Regions from separate parts of the Arachis hypogaea genome. Here regions 2 and 3 are each linked to region 1. The links are chromatin contacts, called in public Hi-C maps. All regions are on one chromosome and are shown on one strand. Each heading gives the region's core, a stretch centred on a gene start, on an enhancer-like site or on the middle of the called end of the contact. The rest is flanking DNA. Distances are from core to core; before and after follow the strand shown. Region 1 holds the start of LOC112722379 (rac-like GTP-binding protein ARAC8). Region 2 holds the start of LOC112722382. Region 3 holds the start of LOC112722377 (protease Do-like 9).

Region 1 (4,747 bases), core at 983-3,482:
GACAAAATAGAACATCTTCAATAACCAAAGCCTATTGAAGTTTGAGCTATGTATCCAGATGATGAAGGAAGATATTTCACCTGCTCACGAGTCACAGGCACCAGACTGGGATGATCGGCTAGATAGTGCTTGTCTTCGCGAAGATCTATATGGCCATCATAAAAATGCAAATAGTGAAATTCAAGAAGTCCTCACAAGTGATCAAGAATTCAGTGTGCCGATAGAAAGGAACTTTGTGTTGACTTTTGTTGAAATATGTTGTTCAATATATCATACAATATAATTCTACATCAAATGAGTAGATATGTTTCAGCATAACAAAATCACAGTCTAAGTAATCTAATCTATAATGTATCTAGTAAATGGGGTTATGCTTCATGAAGAATATGGAAAACAAAAGAACACTTATTAGGTTGAATCCAATATTAAAACCAGTGCTTGACGATTTACCTAATTTGGTGCCAACTAGTACCACTGGAACACCAGGGGCAAAATGCTGCAGCTCCGGGATCCACTGAAACAGTGTATACAGAATCAGAAAATGCAAGGGAACTGCATGTGAGTTTCGACATTCTCATGGTGCAACGTTCATGCAGTTTGTCTTCATGTGAAATTTGATAGTTAATAATGGTTAGATTACAATTTAGTCAAATATGTCAAATCATCTAACGGTTCTTAAGTACCAATTTCACATGAAGATAACTGCATGTGAGTTTCCACCTTAATTTATATCCAAAAACATTAAGTTTCGGGTGCGTCAATTTTGTCAACCCAACCGTGTTAGAGGGGGCGGTAAAGTAATAGCACATAGAGAGACAAGGATACCTTCTTCAAGACATTCTCATAGCTCGCGCCACTAACAAGAGAGAAAGCCAATACAAATACATCTGCGCCTCTGTAGCTCAGAGGCCTCAATCTATTGTAGTCCTCTTGCCCTATCCAACAACACATTAGAAGCAAATGGAACATCACAACCTTAGCCAAGTTGCCATCACAAAATTTCAGCTACATAAGAAACCAAACTGCAGATGTTTCCCCCAAGTTACCATCATGGTCACTCACACACTCACACAAACAACACCCGAATGATGTAACGCAATTTCAAATGTGTCGATGGAATAGTGTTTTAAACTACTATGACTTATCCAATTACTTGTCAAATTCAGATAAATTGTGTGGTCTGCAACCACAATTGCGGGCACAATATTGCAGTTTACATATACATTTAACTCAAAACTGTGCATCGCATCACGCCAGCGCAACTTGAAATTATTTACTCTGTATACATAAATACATACATGTATAACTGAAGATTGTAAAAGAACAATAAACAAGTTACCAGCAGTGTCCCAAAGGCCTAAATTGACAGTTGTGCCTTCAACTACCACATTTGCACTGAAATTATCAAACACTGTGGGAATATAGTCCTGATCACAAACCACCAAAGTCAAACTCAAACTCCATAAACATAATTATCAGTGTCCAAAATCACAAGACATATAAAGATTCAACACAACCTAGATGAAATAACATATGTTCTTCAAACAATAATTACGTTACCCTCTCCTCCCACAACTCTTAGTCTCTCACTCGATCATAAAAGACATTGATCTCATGAAATTCACTATGATCGATTGATCTCAACCAAGAAATATATAAAGAAAGTTAAACCACAAAAAAGTGGCAGCGAAAAGGAATTCATACAGTGGGGAATTTGTTGCTTGTGTAGCAAATGAGCATGCAGGTTTTCCCTACAGCTCCATCACCAACTGTGACACACTTGATGAACCTAGAAGCAGTTGAAGCCATTGAAAACCAAGAAGAAGAAGACGAAGCGCTCTCACAAAAAGGGTACGTTTTATTTTTGTTAAAATTTGACAAAGTTGAAAGCTTTTGATCAATGGAGAGAGAGAGAGAGAGAGAGATGGCGGCACTTCACATGATTCTCACATACTCCACACTATAGGAAGCACTTGCTTTTCCTTTTTCATCATCTATCTCTTTTGCCTTTTGTTACTTGTTTGCAATTTGCATATGAAAAAATAAGAAAACTAATATATAATAAATAAATTACATCCTATGTTATTCGTTTAACAAGTTAAAATATGAGGTCATGATAGCTTATATAAGTGTAAAATACTATTAGTTGCATTGTAGGGTTGTTTACCCACTTTAAATCATGTGTGTGTGTATATATATAATTTTTTTTTTATAATTAGTATGAAGTTGGTTGGGTGCATTTAAAACTAACACTGTATGGTGTCTCTTATGGCCATCTCATGTGTGTGGTGTAGCCATCATTTTCCATTGTCCATAGTGATTAATTAGTTAATTAATTAATTAATTATATATCATCGAGTTCTTGAATTGCTAATGGTTTAATTGGTTAAAAAAAGCAAAAATAATTAAGGAATTGTCGGCTATGAAAGCATAAAGATTCGTCTGGTGAGATGGTTAAAAGCGTTGTACTGACTTTAAAAAAGAGAGGAAGGAGGACTAAGCATTATTACAAGCAATCAAACATTAACATTTAACAGATTTGATTGGAATTTTAAGTAAACATTAAGCAATATGAATGATGAAATTGGAATGAAAGGGAGGATTGAAGACAAAAAGTGTCAAAACATTTGTGCAAATAAATAGTATCGTTACATCATAATGAGTTAATGACCACAAAGTATGGTTGAAGTTATAATTCACTCTGGTATATATGTGTTTATATGTTTCTTAATTAACCTCCATAATACTAATTTTATTTTTCTGTTCCACAGATCATTTTTTTTTGAAGAGAAAAAGCTCAACACACTAGGTGGAGCAACAAGTACCAAGAATCCAACAGAGAAAAACAAAAGTAAAGACATTGTTAGATCCGTTGTCATCTCCGGCATTGCCATCAACAACTAAACGGATCAACACCACACCATTCTTTGTAGCTCATAAATGACCTATTCTTGATGTCATCTACACCTGTCTCAGATCTTTGGAAAACTCTGTTATTTCGTTCTAGCCAAATATTCCAGATAACAGCAAGGAAGCCTATCAACCACTTCTTCTTCTCCGAATTGCGTCCAGGCACTTCAATCCAACTCTCAAACTGTTCTTTGATCGTCCTTGGGGTAGCCCACGCTCTATTTGCACGCGTCAACCAAGTACACCACACCTGCCAAGCAAAATCACAGCCAAGAAACAAATGGTGCACAAATTCTACTTCCTTTTTACACAAGACACATATGTTATCGCTATGCTGTATAATGCCTAGCCTACTCAACCTCTCCTTAGTATTGATTCTGCCTACTAGAACAAACCACGCAAAGAGTTCAACTCTTGGAGGTACCAGTCCTCTCCAGATGGCGCTCGTGAAACTGTAACTTGTAATGTCCTCCGACAGGGTCTCTCTCTGTAGCACCTGCACAAAGGAATTAGTAGAAAATATACCAGTTTTATCAAATTTCCATACAATTGCATCCTCTCTACTGGGCGACATTCTCACTAATCGTAGTCGATCATGAAGTTGATTAAGCAACTCGAATTCCCATTGGAATAACTCTCTCCGCCACTGAAAGTTCCACACCCACTCTATCCCATCCCAGAACCCACAATCCCCTACAACAGATCCTTGTTGGTTTGAGACCAAGAAAAGTCTCGGAAAACTCTCTTTCAATGTACCACCTTGTAGCCAGTCATCCTCCCAGAAGCGAATGCGTCTGCCATCTCCTACCTCCATAGCCAAGCCACTAATCATTATACCTCTTGTCTGTGGCTCTCTAATATTAAGCTGACAAATATCTTTCCACGGGCCACCCTTCAACGGTAATGGCTGTTTTGACAACATTACAGAAGAGTTCAAATGATTACAAGAACATACGACCTTCTTCCACAACGGACAATCTTCTTTTGAAAAACGCCACCACCACTTGAATAGGAGCGATGCGTTTCTGATCAATGCATCACCCACCCACCCCCACAGATCATAGAAGAGATTTTTTTCTCAAGCAAGTGTTTTTATAGAAAATAGATTAAGAGCTGAGAATACTTATAAAATATTATAAATAAATGTGTTTTAAAAAAAATTAAGAAATGAAAACGCTTATAAAATATTACCTTTCAAGATATTCTCAAACTAGAGATATCTTAATATATGGATAAATTATTATTTTTATTCAAGAGAATTTAAAATGCTAATTATCCACAAAAAAACGAAAATAATTTTATATTTATAAAAGATGAATTTTGGTTGATAAGACTACTCAAACTCTACAAAATTATTCAAAATTCTTAAATTGCCATCTTAACTTAATTTTATAAGTTATTTTATTAAAATAATAATATAATCCATGTAATTAATAAAAGTAATTTTAATTATAGTGAATTATATATGATACCTGTTACTCAATAAAAGAAATAGAATAAGTACTGAAAATTTTAAAATAATAAAACTAAAAGATATTTTTTTCCTCTCTCTTTAAAACAGAAATATAAAAGTTACGGTTGTTAAAAGAGAGACGTGACCAAAAAAAAAAAACTTCTCTAAAAAATAATAGGTTTTGATTTTTTCTATGTCATTAACCAGAAAGTGAAAGAAAAGAAAAAAGAGAGGGAAAAACATCTAGAAATATTAAACTAGGAGCAGTGGAAGCGTGGTGCAAACAAGTTCCTAAATTAAATTAGATTTTGACATCAAAGAACAACCATAACTCAAGAATAATTTAACATAAATCCAAGTATATTTTGAATTATGCTCTCATAA
Region 2 (4,747 bases), core at 927-3,426, 330 kb before region 1:
TTTGACATGGGTATAAAGTTAGAAGCAAGTTAAAAAGTCAGATCACTTCATTTAAGATAGACAAGTGAAGAGATCTTGAGCAATTAGAGGGAAAAGAAACCCACCATAGTCTCTTGAACTATTTGACAAAGCAATTGCAACAGCACTCAACAGCCTGCTAGCCTCTGGTGCATCAAGAACTACACCACTTGCACTTTGAGGAGCAATGAGCTAGCGATATACAAGACAAGCAAGCAGTTACTCAGTGAAAACATTAATCTTCCAATGAAAAATTAGAGTGTTAAACCATACCAAAAATTCCTTTACACCAAAACATAACTGCAGATCATGAAAAGTAAAATTCCAGTCAAACGATTTGCCTGCATCACCCAGAAGGCAAAACAAATAAACAAAAACAAGTCCTCAAAACCAACCAAACATTTGCAAACAAAAAAGATAGTCAAAATTAGCACCAGTTTTTATTTCAAAATAGTACTCCATGCAATAACTTTTCACCTCATATTGCAGTTCAGATTTGATCTTGTATGAGTTTTTGAAATTCTCCAAGGGAATTGCACCTTTTTCCTAGAATCAAAGAAAACAGCAAAATTCCATTAATAGAAAACAGTAAAGAATAGGAAAACACACTTGGTATACTAAACTGATAATATCTTACCACGAGATTTCAATATTCATACTAGCAGCAACTAAACAAACTGTATTTACCACAAGATAATCCAAATCAAACATAATTTATTTAAAAAGAAAGTTATTTCTTAAATTCAAATCCTGAAACATGAAATTAACTAAGCATACCAATAAATTATTAGGACCATCAGCCATCCAGAGACGACAAATTGCCTCAATTTTAGAAATGAACCTACAAAATAAATTTATTAAGTAACATAAAAGAATAATGTTATCATGACAGTAGAGTAGCATCATTTCAACACAAAGAACCATTTCTCTTACAGTAATGCTATAAAGTGTTCTTGTAATTGAGATTTCATGCAAATTTGAACGAAGAGGGCTCGAAAGATAAACAAACCTTTCCCATGAAGAAGCTACAGTGAAATCATCAAAATGCTCAAACTGCATTGACATTTGAAGAAGGAGGTAGTAAAATTAGCACTACCCCTAATACCATCATTGCACGCAATAAGGAATCCACCAATTAATTAAGAAATAAGAATTTTGATTCAGTGGTAAGGAGAAAGAGAATACCACTTCCTCTGAAACATCAGTACTTTCTTTAAAAGTCTGATCTCTTCCAGTGAATGATACTCACCTCTTCAGGGAACAAATCTGGGTGTTTAGAAAATATTCTGAGCCTCAAATCGTTGTATCTGGAAGAAATGGGAACTACACAAATTAAAAGAGAAAAAGGATTATAATCAATAAAGCACAATAGATTGAAGCTATATACCAAGAGAAATGATCTAACAATAAAACCCTGAAGAAATATAAGGTACAAACAATTGATTCATACGTTCCAATAACATTATTAATCCTGTCAACTGCTCTCTCCCTAATTTGTGAAGCTTCCAAATAGCGATCTAGTTCTGCTTGTGGCCTGAAATGACACCAATCAACTACAATGAGATCAATTAGAGAGCAGAGTAGACCCCTTTATTATTTGGGGAAATAAGATGAAAAGTCCATTTAATCTATCCTTTGCTTGACGCCAAAATTACGATAGTAAAAACATGGAACAATATAAGAACAACAACTAATTAGAAAATTAGAAAACCTAAAATTAGAACCCAAAACTCCCAAAAATTCACAGAACCAATTGAAAATTAATATATACCTTCTCTATCTCAATTAGCCATTGCAGTTCATCATCACTATCAAAACCATACACACCTTCGAACTGAAAAGTGGGAGCGACTTAGAGAATGAGCGAGAAAGAGAGGATACAGAACAGAGAATGGTTACCTGGTGACAGAGAGTACTCCCTTCGAGCTCCTTCGCGGCGGCACAGCAACCCCTAGCAGTGGCGGTGGAGCTTCAGCGGCGACGGAGCACCCCCTTCTTCTCTCTTCCATCGCGTTTTCTCTCTTCCTCGAGCTCTCTGTCACTGGCGCTCGACGACGACAGCGAAGCCCTAGCCGGCGTCGTCCTTTCTTTCCTTCCTTCCCCTCTCCTCTCTTCTTCTTGCCGTGCTTCCGCTTTCTGATTTATTGTCTTATTTGGTGCTTTTATATTAGGCAACATTTTTAAAGAGCACCCAAAACATAAGGAAAAGGTTATTCTTTAAAATGTACTCTTTGGTAAAAAAAGTGCAACTATAGATAATTAGATATTAAGAATTTTAAATAAGACTACGCTTTATAAGTAATATTTATATTTATAATATTTAAAGAGATATTTTTTAAGTAATGGTATAATTATATTTTTTACTTTTTTATAAAATAATAATACGAAAAAACGTAAATAGATTATATTTTTTAAATATAGCTTAAAAAAGTGTGATTAAATAAATATTTTTATTGTAGTATCATGCCAAGAAAAATCAAAACTCAATTTGGATTCAGATTATTGATTACTTGTAGTCATGATAAAAATTAGTTTAAATATTAGAGTCAAAATTCTATCTAGTTGATTTATATAGATTGTTACAAGGTAATAGTTTACAATAGATTTTGGCAGGACATAGAAAAAATATTATCCAATTTATATTGAAGATAAACCTTTTAAGGTGATTCAATCGTCGCCTCTCTCACCCTCATCAGCGACACAGTTGCACAGATTAGAGACCATTGGAATAAAACAAAGGCTGTTGATATTTGATAAACACAACAATGACCCTCAGGTTAGTAAGTAGAACCATTTTCAATTTTATTTTTCCAACTCTTGTTTTCTCTATTTTATTGTATAAGTTGATTACAACATCTTTGCTTATGTCAAGGTTAATGCACTGTCTAACTAACCTTGTTATTGCAGTTTCTGAAGATAATGGTGATTCATGGTGTAGTTTGCTTTACGTTTGGTAGCAGGTTTGACGTAAGAAACTGAAGCTTTTGTTGCACTAGTCACTTGTTCGATTAAGATGCTCTTTTAATTAGTTAGTGCGCAGCACTGCACTAGTGAATTAATCATCTTTAATTTTATGTCATTAGTAGATATTTTGAACTTTCTTATTTTGTTCCATTTTACGTTATCTTTTTAACAAGTAAATAAGTTTAATTGACTGAGTTGTAACATGTTCATCCCTGTGAATGTGTTTAGTCTAATCCCTAAGACATTAGTTTGTTGGTTCAATGCTAATTAGATTTATTAATTTTGCAATTGATATTCCGGCTTCAGGCCTTTGTTTTTAGTCACTTATAGAAGCATCTTCGGACTTGCCTGAGCATGAATGGTTGGTCTTTGGCATCATATAATAAACCTCAGCCATCAAAGATTTCATTCATACTCAGGTTGTCTCTTTATTTTTTTAACATAAATTACTTTTAGAGCAAGGTCCTTTTGATATATGTACATTACTTCCTCTTCCAGAAGTAACTTCTTTCCTTCAAATCAATCCTTAACTCCGATCAATTTTCTCTTCTTAATTCCTTCCAATGGCTTCATGTGAGTCCTCTTCCTGCTTTCTTCTCCTCACTTTATTTTTCACTTCTCTGCTTTACTTTTCATGCCTGCTCCTTTTGCTGTTCTTCTTTAAACTCTCACAGATTGTGGAGCTTGGCTGCCCATTAAAGTCTTGAAATTTGATGCATGCATGCCCCAACTACTTCATTTGGATTAGGATTAGGAATCCATGCATAATGTGTTCTTTGGGTGCCTTAACCCAAATACAAAAATGGGTTTTGATTTGACTTCTTATATATGCTCATTGGTTTCTCGTTACTCAATATTAAATTTATTTTTTTGGGAGTCACAATTGAGTTTGCATTCTTATTTTCTTAGTAAAACAACATGACCAATCAGAAAGTTATTCTAATGAAGCAATCATAATTAGAATCTAATTTATTTGGATTCAGCTTTAAAATTTAAATTATCGTCTTTTAATTAATTTTTAGGGTAAGCAGCCTTTGGTTCAAAACACTTTCTATCCAGATTACTAACTTCATTTATAAAGGAACCAGGTTATTGTTGAATTGCCACTAGACATTAGTATCTTTCCATCTTCGTTTGAGAAAGAACATTGTCTCCAATTCGTCAATGTTGGGTTTGCAATCTAGAAGCTTGTCCTGTGTGTCTTACTGAATGTCCTAGTTAGAATTTAAATATACACATATAATTTGTGTCATTTATTTATATACAGGTAGCTTAGGGGCCGCAAATAATAAGTTATTGAACTTGCAATTTGATGGAAGAAGAGTTGGATTCTTGCAAGGATTTGGTACAAAAAGTTGGATCAGTAGGAAGCCAGTGCAGCACACTACTTTGGTTATGCAGCAACAGTCAGTTAAATCTTTAACTGCATCTACTGCTCAATCAATAGAGATCCAATGTAAGTTGTTTCATTTGTTTCTTCTAAATACTTCTTGCAAAAACTTTTATCTTGGCTTCCATGACATGCTTTTATTGATGACAATACATAACATCTATTACAAGGTTAGAAGATTCTTCTGAAGATATTCATTCTTCTGGTGTGACGAGTGAGCTTGTCACTAAGTTTCATGAGGTCAGTACTTTGTGTATAATCATCTTCTTTTTATTTGGTCCTCGTCTTTTGACCTTATATGGTGATTTAGCTACTTTGTTGGATTTATCTTCTGCATCTTGCATGATTATGTGGCCACTGATTTTAAGTCTATAT
Region 3 (4,747 bases), core at 1,175-3,674, 320 kb after region 1:
ATTTAGCAATTTAAAAGTGGGATTTTAACCAAGTTTTTTGCAGCAAATACCGAAGAATATTAATAACGACTTCTCTTGAATACTCAAAGAGGATGTATGAATTTTTGAGATATAAGAACAGTAGGAGAAACAATTTATGCTATGTATAGAGATGCATGCTTCGTCCTTGGATTATTGCAAGATGACAGAGAATTCATGGATGCAATTAAGGAAGCAAGCTCGTGGGCCTCAGGATCATATGTTAGAAGGTTATTTGTCATTCTATTAACATCCAACAATATCTCAAGACCAGAACATGTCTGAAATAGATAGATGTTGGAATGAACTCTCAGATGATATTTTGTATCGACAGAGAACCGTGATGAACATGAGGGGTGAGTTTTTATAATTGCAATTATAAAAGTTCTCCATTATTGATCATTTTTAGTTTGATTGAATTTTTTATAGTATCGTATAATATGCAGAGTTAACCATGTCAGATGATGAGATTAATCAGATGTGCTTAATGGATATAGACAAGATCTTTCATTCCTATGGTAAAACCTTGAAAGACTATCCTCCTATGCCTTTAGCAACAGAAGTTGATAGTTCTTTGTTAACCGAAAGGATTATCAGGGAAGAGCTAAACTTTAACAGGGATGATTTAAAGAAAAATGCCTTAGACATGTTAGCCATCGCAACACCTGAACAGAAATATGCATTCGATAAAATTGTTACAGTTGTGTATTGTGATGAAGGGTTTTTTCTTTGTGTATGGTCATGGAGGTACTGGAAAAACATTTCTCTGGAACCTTATGTCTGCTGAGATTCGCTCAAGGGGTGATATTATGTTAAACATTGCTTCAAGTGGTATTGCATCTTTACTTCTTCCCAATGGAAGAATGGCACACTCAAGGTTCAAAATATCGCTAAATATAACTGAGGATTCTGTATGTAACATCAGACCTGGTTCCCTTCAAGCAATGCTGCTGTTGAAAGTCAAACTTATAATTTGGGATGAGGCTCCAATGGTTAGTAGGTACTGCTATGAAGCGCTTGATAAATGCTTAGGTGATATCATGAGATTTTCTCCAACATATAACAAAGATTTTCCCTTTGGAGGAAAACTGGTTGTACTAGGTGGACATGGTTGAAGAGGTCAACAACCATATGATGGCTATCATTCCTTGAGGGAAAAAATTATATCTTAGTTCGGATTCGATTTGTATGGATGAAGGGAATATAGAGTCAACTAGATTTCTATGATCCTGAATTACTGAATAGTATAAATTGCTCTGGTTTGCCTCCACATAAATTAATACTCAAAGTTGGTGTCCCGGTGATGTTATTGAGGAATATTGACCAATCCAGTGGTCTTTGTAATGGTACAATACTACAAGTTAGTAAGTTTGAAAATCATGTCAAAGAATGTAAAGTCTTAACGGGTAACAATGTTGGTCATATTGCTTTGATTCCAAGAATGAATATGGTACCAACAAATGAAACCGTCCCAGTTAGATTCCAACAAAAATAATTTCCCATAATAGTATCATTTGCCATGACAATTAATAAGTCTTAGGGACAAACTTTATCTCATGTTGGATTGTACTTGCCCAAACCAGTTTTTACACATGGCCAACTATATGTAGCACTTTCAAGAGTTAAGAGTAAGAGATGTTTAAAAGTTTTACTTATGAATCACGTAAGAATGTCTACAAATTCAACCATCAATGTTGTTTATAGAGAAGTCTTTGAAAAAGTAGGATTCTAATATAAATATTTTAATTTTATTTTAAATTCCGTATCAATGCATAATTAGTTTACTTAAAAAAATATAAAATGATTATTACTCACTATTTTTAAGTTAAATTTTGATTTTGATAATAATTTTATAAATTTCTTAACATAATAATTATTTTGTATATTTTTTTTAAAATATCCAAACATATAATTTGTTTTTTACTTTTATAATTTTTTCTATACTGAGCACGGGTTCATACACTAGTTTTTATATAATAGAATAGATGATACCGAATCTCAATCTCTAATCTTTATTTTAATACTTTAAAACAAACGTTACCTAAATGAGTAATAAGTCAAATTTAAAATATAATAAAAATTAAAAAAGATAAATACTATGATGCCTAAAAAATAATACATACTTATTAAAAGAAGTTAAAAATTAATATTTAATTTAAAAAATATAAAAATAAATAATTAAAAAATTAAAATTTACTATAAAAAATAAATTAAATAAAATTTAAATACTAATTCATAAGTACCGTAAAATTGACCATTAAAAAATTATGTCAATCTCTTTTGTATTCTTGGTATCATTTATAGTATTATCGTTATATAACGGTTTAACGCCTTTGATTTCGTCTTTATGGTCATAAAGCCTCTCTTAATATGGTATTAATGCTACTCGTGGATATGTTACCCTTAATTTCCGCGATTTCATTTTAATGACTTTATTTCACAATTCACATCAAAGCAACGATCTTTTGAACGTTTCACGGGCCTTGGGCTTAATACAGAACATATTTGTTGATATACATATAAAATTGTGTAACAAAAATAAAATTCTTAATAAATAATTCTTAACGAGTTTGTTTAAGGAAAATGAGTCTTGAATTGAGGCATTAAGCTGTTCCACTTCCAGTCCAGCACCTTCGAAATTTGGAAAAAACAAAAATCAAATCAAACCAATTCAGTTTAGTTTGGATTCCCTCCTTGGTTTCATTTCATTTCATTTCATTTCATTTGTGTTTTGAACACAAAAACACAACAACACAACAACACAAATGGGAGACAAACGTAAGAGAGGTCGGAAATCCAAAACCCCCACCTCCGCCTCCGAAACCCTAGGCTCACCTTCCACCACCGCCCCTAACGCCGCCACCGCCGCCCCTTCCACCATTGACGACGTCTTCTCCGTCGCCAACGTCAACCTCATGGACACTACTGCTTCCCCGCACCAACGTCGCCGCCCTGGCCGCCCCAAGAAAGTCCCCCACCAGTCCGACAGGCCGGGACGCCGCCAATCCTCCCGTCCCCCAGTCGATGCCAACGGCGCCGTCGAGGTCCCCCCGGCGGCTGAGGCAATGGAGGAGGACCCCGTGTGGGAGAACGTAGTTCCTGGTCGAGTGGTGCCGGCGATGGACTCGGTGGTGAAGGTTTTCTGCGTTCACACGGAGCCGAATTTCTCTCTGCCGTGGCAGCGGAAGAGGCAGTACAGCTCTAGCAGCAGCGGGTTCGTGATCGGCGGGAGGAGGTTGCTGACGAACGCTCATTCGGTGGAGCATTACACGCAGGTTAAGGTCAAGAAGCGTGGCTCGGATACTAAGTACTTAGCCACAGTTCTAGCCATTGGAACCGAGTGCGACATTGGTAATGTTCTTATTCATTTTGAAAAGAATTCGTTTTTGGAGTTTTTGATTTGTTAAATTTTTGCACGCTGACTTGCTTCGATTTTGTGCACCCCGTGTTGTTTATTTAGATAGATACCGCTAAGCTACTAGATGAGTGATTTTGCATGAAATTTAATGGTGGATGGTAGAAAACTAACAATAATTATAAGCTTATTGATTCACAAACGATGATTTTATGTTAGCTGACTGGACACACTGGATGGATAGAATTAGGAATCAATGCATTAGAGAGATATTTGGTGTAGTGCTTATTGTGAAAAGCATGGTAGAATCATATCTTTGGTACTTTATACATGTGTGAAAAAGGCCGGTATAAATAGTAAGGAGACTAGATGAGATGGTGGATAGTCTAATGGCTAGAGGTACTGAGGTAGAGACAGACATGGAAATACCATAGGAGAAACCATGAAAAGACATTTGGATGTTATTATGTTAATGGTTTGAATATAGACATGATTTATGGTAGCGCATTTTGTCATTGTCACTAACTCCATCTCGCGAGCTTAGGAGAGCATTGTTGTTGTTGTTTTGCTGATTGTAAAGTAAAAATACTGGATCCTTCTGCACGCGCAATAGTAAAGCATGATTAATTTGTTTAATTGTGTAACAACTTTAACTTATTGACCTTGAATGTTCCAAAAGGAGTGGATGAGTAGTAATTTGTAAGACATAAATAGTGTGGGGTGCAGCTCCTTTATAGAACTAGTAATAGAAAAGAGAGAGCCAGGGGGGGGGGGGATGGGATTTCTAATTTTCTATGCGTAAAGCATTGAAGGATGGGTTTTATCTTAACTTGCTAATATGAATTCAAATTAATCTATTTGATTAATATACTTGCAGCCATGCTCGCAGTTGATGATGATGAGTTCTGGCAAGGGATGTCACCTGTAGAGTTTGGGAATTTGCCTGCACTTCAGGATGCAGTCACTGTTGTGGGATACCCAATTGGTGGTGATACTATTTCCGTAACCAGTGGTGTTGTATCACGCATTGAGATCCTATCTTATGTCCATGGTTCGACTGAACTTCTAGGTTTACAGGTTAGGCTGAAACGATTGAGCTTCCAAATTCATCTTGTTATGGCGCGCGTGTGTGTGTTTGTTTTTATTTTTTTATTACCTAAACTAATAAGAGTTTATATTATAATGAAAAAGTATTTATATTTTCTAATCCGATTATGGTAAAATAAAATCTTGATAAAACAAATATGTCAAAATTTCATTTTTAACATCATTATAAAAGAAAAGAAAATATAAAATATTATATAAAAATTAAAATAATAAAAAATGTAATCCATAATGAGTGTATGAAGTCAAAATATCATATCTTCAAATTTG

Evidence for each region. A called contact is a pair of places that touch in the nucleus more often than the background predicts.
Region 2: a contact with region 1 is called in a Hi-C map of leaf, with 5 times the contacts expected there. The contact joins the promoter of LOC112722382 here to the promoter of LOC112722379 in region 1. A contact is called at or near these places in 2 of 8 Hi-C or Micro-C datasets (both in leaf).
Region 3: a contact with region 1 is called in a Hi-C map of an unstated tissue, with 4 times the contacts expected there. The contact joins the promoter of LOC112722377 here to the promoter of LOC112722379 in region 1. A contact is called at or near these places in 4 of 8 Hi-C or Micro-C datasets (leaf and an unstated tissue).

What each region holds. Positions count from the first base shown.
Region 1 is chr11:112,710,302-112,715,048 of arahy.Tifrunner.gnm2.J5K5, reverse strand. LOC112722379 (rac-like GTP-binding protein ARAC8) reads right to left here and starts at 2,232. Exons shown (of 8, transcript XM_025773379.3): 1 at 1,705-2,232; 2 at 1,340-1,427; 3 at 826-935; 4 at 451-514; 5 at 81-145. The coding sequence starts at 1,809.
Region 2 is chr11:113,043,281-113,048,027 of arahy.Tifrunner.gnm2.J5K5, reverse strand. It overlaps LOC112722382, which reads right to left and starts at 2,176. Exons shown (of 12, transcript XM_072207088.1): 1 at 1,918-2,176; 2 at 1,469-1,552; 3 at 1,268-1,325; 4 at 1,028-1,071; 5 at 796-859; 6 at 496-564; 7 at 292-359; 8 at 105-210. The coding sequence starts at 2,027. The coding sequence ends at 303. LOC112724012 (a long non-coding RNA gene) reads left to right here and starts at 2,135. Exons shown (of 5, transcript XR_003163270.3): 1 at 2,135-2,794; 2 at 2,926-2,985; 3 at 4,250-4,438; 4 at 4,543-4,612.
Region 3 is chr11:112,392,037-112,396,783 of arahy.Tifrunner.gnm2.J5K5, reverse strand. It overlaps LOC112722377 (protease Do-like 9), which reads left to right and starts at 2,424. Exons shown (of 9, transcript XM_025773377.3): 1 at 2,424-3,369; 2 at 4,251-4,450. The coding sequence starts at 2,784.